Regions from separate parts of the Dromaius novaehollandiae genome. Here region 2 is linked to region 1. The links are chromatin contacts, called in public Hi-C maps. All regions are on one chromosome and are shown on one strand. The core of a region is the stretch at or near the end of the contact, and the rest is flanking DNA. Distances in the headings are between cores, read along the strand shown. Region 1 holds the start of NSMCE2 (NSE2 (MMS21) homolog, SMC5-SMC6 complex SUMO ligase). Region 2 overlaps LOC112989172 (a long non-coding RNA gene).

Region 1 (3,689 bases), core at 461-2,960:
ATCCCCATACTTCTGTTGATCAGCCTTGTCCTTTAGCCTGAACACACCAGGAATAAATTCGGAAAGTCTTAAAAGTTCTGCAATGATGGCATTTCCACAGGAGACAATCCTAAGAATGGCCTGACCACAAAGATTATTTTCAGCTAGAAAATCAACCATTGTGGAGCCGAACGTGACCAAGCAGCAACAGTCCTGCAGTCTGTTTCTGAATGTTAGTCTTTAGGTTATCTGAAGAGGAATGTCTAAGGAGAGAAGCGGCTGTTCCATTAATAGTACCTGTAAAAACAAAAAAATCCACATTTTGAGCATTTCATAGCTACACTTTTGACAATTTATTCTATAAGGATTTTTAAGCACACTATGAAATCTTACAGTTTATGAAATCTAAATGATCCATGTTTTGTTCAAATGAAACAATAGACTGAATTTACATTCAACATATATGCAGTTTTAGCTCAGTCACCTGCGTGACCAGGCAAGAAACAACCGCATGATCTTTTGTGCCAGAAAATTTTAAGGTAGCTATTAAAAAAATGAAACAAATACTGAAGCAATCGAGGCCATGCAGCAGACGGCAGCAAGGAAAGCACAAACCAGTATGTTAGGAGGTGCATTTATAATACTATACCTACTTAAAAACACAACCAAACCCATTACAATGGGTGCTGGAACAAGGGAAAATCCTATAGCAAATGGAAATAATACAGCTCCTTTCCTTTACTTATTGCTTAAGAGAGAGAGCTTCTGTATTGTGGTTGCATTTCCTGGCCATGGTTTTATTTGTGGGCATTTTCTTCTGAAAGATCTGGAATGCAGCATGTCTAAAAATAAGCTGCTTTTTAGTTTTGCAACATTTATGGGAGGTTATGAGTTGACTTTACTTTTCATCAAAAACCTTCTAACCCATTGAGCTACATTTAAGATGGCAGTGCCTCTTCTGAACCCAGTCTGCCTCAAAACGCAATCAAGGAGTCTGATCTTCCTGCTCTGTGCAGAGCAAGGCACTGCTGGTGTTGCAACAAGGGCTCCTCTGCAGGCCTCGGTGCAGGTCCCAGACCCAAAAGAACAGGCCTGGACTTCACACGACCTCTCATCCCCACTAGTAACCTCATTCATCAGGCCATAATGTGATGTCTTGACACAAGATGACGATAAAAACATGGCAGAGCCCACAGACAGCTCCTGGAGTTGCACAAAAGTCACCTCCAGTGCAGGCGGGCCTCACTGAGGAGGGACGAGCCGCCGTTTTCATTCCCTTTCCGAGGGCTCCTTCCCCAGCCAACAGCCCCCCTCAGTGCGTGAGGCCCCCGCAGTGCAACGGCCGCGCCGCGAGACCAACCGCCGCCCCCCTCGGTGCAACGGCCGCGCCGCGAGACCAACCGCCGCCCACCGAGCGGCAACGGCCGCGCCGCGAGACCAACCGCCGCCCCCCTCGGTGCAACGCGGCCCCGCTCCGCCGCCCCAGCCCCAGCGCGGGGAAAGCTCTCGCCTCCCACCCCAGCGCCGGCCGCGACCTGCCCGAGGTGCCGCGCTTACAGTGCCCGCAGCTAGCTCGGTGAGGGAGAGCGGACGGTGGAGGCTGCTCCGCTCCCCCAAGGCCCGCGGACGGTGCAGCCCCCAGCGGAGCAGCCGCAGCAGGTAGGAGGGCAGCGGGCAGGCGGCGGTGGTGGCACCCCGCTCTCCCATCACATGACGGGGCCCGTCACGTGCGGCGGCGCCGGCTGATGAGGCGGTTCCGCCGCGGGCTCAGCCCGCCTCCCCGGGCCCTAGCGTGCCCCGCGCCCGCGGCCGGGAGGGGTGGTGCGGCCGCCTCTGAGAGGAGCCCCCCGAGGCTGCGGCGGCTGGGACGAGGTGAGCAGCTGTGGCTGCGGAGCGGCCTGCGGCAGCCGCCGCCGCCGCCTTCCCCTCGGGCGGGGCGCGGAGCGTGAGGGAGGGCCCGCGCGGCCCTGTCCTGCGGGAGCCTCCTGCCCGGCGGCGAGGTGAGGCGGGCCGCTGCCTCCGGCACGGGCGGATGGCGGGGCTGTGAGGTGGGGAGCGGGGCTCCCGGCCCGCCGCGCTCCCCTCCCCGGCTCTGCGGTGGGGAAGTAGCGTCTCCGTGGTACAGTGGCCGCCAAGTGCGTCTAGGAGGTAGGGACTGATAGCAACAGTGAGCGCTGATCGCCTGCAGATCTTGTATTCTACCTCTGTTTCAAAGTTTGGGAGATTGGAGCGGAGGGCAGTTAGGTCATTTGCTCAAATCTTAAAAATTGGTGACGGAATTGAAGCTTTAGCCTTCTAGGGTTTCTGCTTCGTAGTCTTGTCTGGGCTGTTTGAATATTATTGAAAGAAAAAACTGCTTAGCTAGTCTCGCTTGGGTCTCCTTTTGAAATCTAGGTTTTGGTCATTGTATTTCCCAGAAGATGAAGGGCGGGGTTTGCAAATCTACTGGCTTCATTGCTGCACCCAGTGAAGACCTTCATGGTGAAAGGGAGCGCCTTAGAGACACTGCTCAAAACCCTCTTCCAGGGAGGAAATTGCCTTTTCTTTTAAAGGCAACATAGACAGCTTTGAGCTGTAAGTTGTGCTTAAAGAATTAACTTACAAAATTTGAGAGGGAAGTCTGTGCTTGGGGTCAACTGTTTCTACAAAATTAAAAAAAATCTGTCCATGGATACTTAAATTACCTGTCAAAACACAAATTGTGATGAAATGACCAATGTGATGGTATGATTTAGCATTGTAGACAACAGCTTTGATTCCTGTATAGCTACTCAGTGTTCCCACGCGTTTCAGAAGAATGGAGAAGCCTTTTTAACTTTTTGTTGTTGTTTTTTTCAGATTCCTGTCTTTCACAGTGTGTGTGTGTGAAATTTCCAAAAGAACAGCAGACTTGCTCAATGAATGAGATATACCAAGTTCAGGAAGTGAATTAGGTTCTCTGTGTTAATTTTGATACACCAAATGGGCCCAGAAAGATAGAACTGCTAACATGATTTTATGTGACTAACAGTGTATAAAGTTTGGGTTACAGAGGTTCAGTACAAACACTCTTGGTGAGATGGGAAACAGCTGCTTTAAAAAAATAGAATAAAATTTTCATGTAACAGTTTAAGCATTTGTTATTAAATAAAGCTTTAAGAGCATTCCTTTCCATTACTTTCATGGAGTTTGTAAGAAACTTTTTCCTTGTCTTCTGTTGTCAGTTTGGCAGTCTCTTAAATGGTATTATAGATGGCAATCACTGCCTTTTGGTGGGGAGAGCAGATAAGATGAGATGACTTGGAGCTATTGTTGAAGATTGCAGCCTCCTCTATGACAAGATGCACCTTTAGAAGGAGAGAGAGAGAGAGGAAGGCTGTTCATATGTAATTCAGAAGTTCAAGTTGTCATGAACTTGAGCAGCTGTGTTGTTAAAAGGCTGTCGTAAACTCAAGTCCTCAGAACAGTGTCATAAAAGATAGTCTTGAGTGGCCAGGCACTTTTTTTAAGTAGAAAGAAGAAAACAATAGGAAAGAAAACAGTAAGAGAGGAAAGGTGACAGCAGGAATTCCAGTCTCATAATCTATATGATATTCATGTGGAAGATGGCAATGCTGTTTGGATTAGGATGAGTGCAAAGCATAGTTCTGGAACCTGAGGGAAAGTAGTAAGGTGAGAGACAGAGCCTTGGGTATAAAGCTTTGTCCTTTCTCTTTAGATATTGTCCTGAT
Region 2 (3,689 bases), core at 863-3,362, 650 kb after region 1:
CTCTGCAAAGAACAATTAAGCAGATTAGGAGACCTCAGAGACTACTGAGGGGTTATATGACATAGGTCTATAAAATCATGAGTAGCCAAAAGTGGGTACATAGGTAATTATTATTCTCTGCCTCTTCCCAGACAAGGATTAGTGAGCATCAACCAAAGCTAGCAAAGGGCAAGTTCAAAGCATAAAAAAGAGGTGGTTCTTCATGAGCTGCATAGCTGAGCTGCAATACTCCACACCACAGGTTGTTGTGGGTATCTCACATGGATTCAAGAGCTGACTAACAAATTATGAAGGTTCAGAGGAGAACAGGACAAGTTTATGGAAGAGAAATCCATTGAGGACTGCTGAATATAAAGACGTGACTGCTGTCTCAAAAAATTTTTGTTCTGCTGTTGGAAGATGATAAAGCTGTTCTGGGAGGTAGCACTGGAATATCAGTAGGCCCCCACACTGGTATGCCCCAGCTTTTCCCTAAAACCCTCTTCTGGCCACTCACAATGACAGGAAACTGCTTTAGGTGGACTGACCAAGTACAGTGACCACTATTTTTTATTATTATTATTATTATTATTTTATTTTTATTTTTATTACTGAAGTTTTACAAGCAAAGCACTTAGGAAAATGCTTTATAAAGAAGCCCATAGTAAAGGAGTCTGTAGTACAGACTTTGAAGGTTATCCCTGGTCTGGGGATAACTCCTTGGGGGTTATTCCCCTCCCCCCACCGCTTGGGGGTTATTCCCCTCCCCCCACCGAAACTCCTGTAAGGAGCAAAACAAGCATAGTTTGTGAAATCACTACCAGGGCTCCTATATTAGACTCGTCCATATCCAGCAAGGCTAGAGCAAAACTTGCAATCCATCCTGCGCAGGATGGAGTACAGCTGCACTACCCTCGAGGCAGGGCAAGAACCAGACTGTCGATTAGACCTGACAGCCAGGATAGAACCCAGCATGTTTACTAGATAGAGTTGTTACCCTTCATTACTTAAATAAATAAGGAGGGCGCTCTGTATAATAAAGAAGTAGTTAATTGTAGTGCAGCTTTATTTTCTGACACATATAATCATTATTAATTTGTCAGATTAGAAAACAAAGACTATCCTATGCAAGTTATCTTACAATCTGCCCTTGTAACCACCACATGCACTCTTTTTAGGATACATCACAGTAGGTATCAGATAGCTGACACGTAGCACAGCAAACCTTCTCTGTGCTTGTGAGAGCCGGTGAGTGCAGCTGTGCGCTTTTACTTTTGCTGCTCTGTGGTTCCTCCCACCTTCCCTTGTGACTGACCTGCTCTATCCTGACCCACTCCAGGGAACTCCACAGGCTTGGTCCAAGGATGAAAATTGACTTAGACTCATCTTGTGGTTTTTAAGTTTTACAAAGAAGACACATTGCTCTCGGGATAGAAAGCCATTTTCTTGATACAGTTTTCTTGACTAAAAACATCTGTGAGCCTGTGGCTAAATATGGTTACCAATGAAGACAGTCCTCAGCTGATGAATACTCAGTATGGCTGCTGTAAGCCCAACTTAGAGGTAGCAAAAGTCAGACATGGGGATGTAAGATGGAAGGTGAAGGTACCTGACATGTTTAAGTTTCCCCTTGTTGTAGCGCAGATTAACCTTGAGCTTTTGAGCTTCTCCGTAGAAGAAGAGACTTTTTTTCTGCCTAATGAGGTCCCAGGACGCTCTCACTGGAGGTTTGAAAGAATAGGTGAGACAAACTTGTCAGCTTTTTCAGTCCTGCTTTGGAACACGAGCACTAGGCTACACGAGGCTTTGAGGTCTCTTCCAGGCCTAGTTTCTGTAATTAAAGGATTTTCCCGATTTTCCCAATCAGCTCACACAATCTATATTTTAAAAGGGAGCCTGGCACAAATCTGCCTTTTGTCTCTTCAACACTGGCTATACGGTCATGGTTTCTTTCTTTCAAATCATTGCAGTTTTATGTGCACTCTATTAAAATGTTGTAAAACATTTACAGCTTCTTGATGCAAAGCACCGAGGACATTTACATTGTAAAAGACACTATCCATACCGAGTCTGTGGTGCTCGCAATTGTATTGCTTGCAGTTGTGCCTGCTGTTCTATAAATTTGACAGCTGTCTGCAGCAGAGTTCTTGGATTTCATTGAATGTTCCCATATGGACACCTTTTAGAGCTGAATCCTCTGAATTTGAGCTGTTTATTAAAGAGGTGACGTAGAGACTAGAGACGACATGTGTTTCTGAATGCCATGAATAATTTGGAGGCAAAGGATTTTAAACACAAGCACGGGACACAGTCCAGTGCTTGTTTTGCCACAGCCTTTCTGTAGGACCATGTGAGTTTGTGTCTCAGCTCCTGATGGGGCAGTTCATACTCCTCTGCCTCACAGGAGTTTCATGAAGATGGGTATGTCAGAGCAAGCAGACTGGCTCCTGGAGGAACAGGGACCTTAGGAGGACTGTGGACAGTCTGCCAGCCGATCAGTGCATGAGTAAAGAGGACCAATGGAAAGAACTGCACACCAAAATAAATGTTGTATTCTCAGCCTGTCTATACTGCTTGCCTATGACCTTTTCCAAATCAGTTAGGTCCAGGTCCTCATAAATATTCATGCAATGAATCAGTGGGAGCTTTGACAGCCTATGTTTTAGGTCCCAGTTTGGAAACCTGGACACCTGAACACCTTCTGGTCCTAGCATTCATTGATGAAAAATAACAGCAGAGATCCTTCCCAATAGAAAACCAAATCTATGACCTTTCTGGGATCCCACTCGACTCTTATCTGACATAAACTCACCATATACTTCAACCAGGCCTCTCTAAACCTCCGTTTGCACTTAGCCATGTTCTGTGAAGCTGCAGCTAAAAACACCAGTTACCTTGAAAGTGCTTTTGTTACTTGTAGTTGTCATTTTCCTTCTGAACCCACACCCTGAACTATCCCATTTAATTACACTCACTGGCCATCTTTCGCCTTTTTATTGGCAATACTTTCCTTGTTAATTGTGCATGCTCGCTTTTAAAGAATAGTGCCTGCCTTTCCTTATTCAGCTCAGCAAAGAATATTTCTGCATCCTGGGAATTTTCTGTGACATGTTTATGCCTTGCTGGTAAATGTAAAAATGCAAGACATATTATGTACTGCTGAGAATCTGGCTGGCACTTTGCAGTTTTGATGCTGCGCCTTATTGTATAGTTAAAATAAATGTACCTGATATCAGCTTTATTACTCCTATTAGATGGTCTAATGGCTTGATGTGCAGGAGTTCTTCCAGCAGGATGTTAAAGGGAAAGCACCAGCTGCTCAGCTCAGCCCCTATACTCAGTATCACCCAGGGAGCAATCATGGACTCCGCAGAGTGGCATATGATGCTCAGTTGAGGCTGAGTTAGGGCTCTGGAGTCAATCTCTTGTTTCCAGATACTACATTTAATATGTGACAGAGAATGAAAAAGAGGGTAGCACGACAGCAAAAACAGAGAAAGTCCACAGATACCATTTGTAGTCTCTGTCCATTTCATTAGAAATATTACATCTTGGATCCTGTAAGGGCTCCCTCTGAGTGGTGCTATAGCAGTCTAACAGGACAGGTTTGTTGAACACTGCTGAAGTTTTGCTCAACAAATCTACCTGTGCAGTTTGAGACATGCCACAATCATTCCTGACTGACAGATATAGAAGGGAATGAATATGGC

What was found. A called contact is a pair of places that touch in the nucleus more often than the background predicts.
Region 2: a contact with region 1 is called in a Hi-C map of liver, with 10 times the contacts expected there. The contact joins the enhancer-like site here to the promoter of NSMCE2 in region 1. A contact is called at or near these places in 2 of 4 Hi-C or Micro-C datasets (brain and liver).

What each region holds. Positions count from the first base shown.
Region 1 is chr2:157,941,657-157,945,345 of bDroNov1.hap1, forward strand. NSMCE2 (NSE2 (MMS21) homolog, SMC5-SMC6 complex SUMO ligase) reads left to right here and starts at 1,711. Exons shown (of 7, transcript XM_026110081.2): 1 at 1,711-1,851. It overlaps WASHC5 (WASH complex subunit 5), which reads right to left and starts at 1,673. Exons shown (of 29, transcript XM_026110080.2): 1 at 1,537-1,673; 2 at 1-276. The coding sequence starts at 159.
Region 2 is chr2:158,587,524-158,591,212 of bDroNov1.hap1, forward strand. The region is part of intron 1 of LOC112989172 (a long non-coding RNA gene); the gene reads left to right. Among named protein-coding and RNA genes, the nearest start is that of LRATD2, 57 kb to the left of the region's middle. Within about 2 kb of position 2,113, at least 1 of the 2 cell types and tissues checked has open chromatin away from gene starts, as enhancers often do.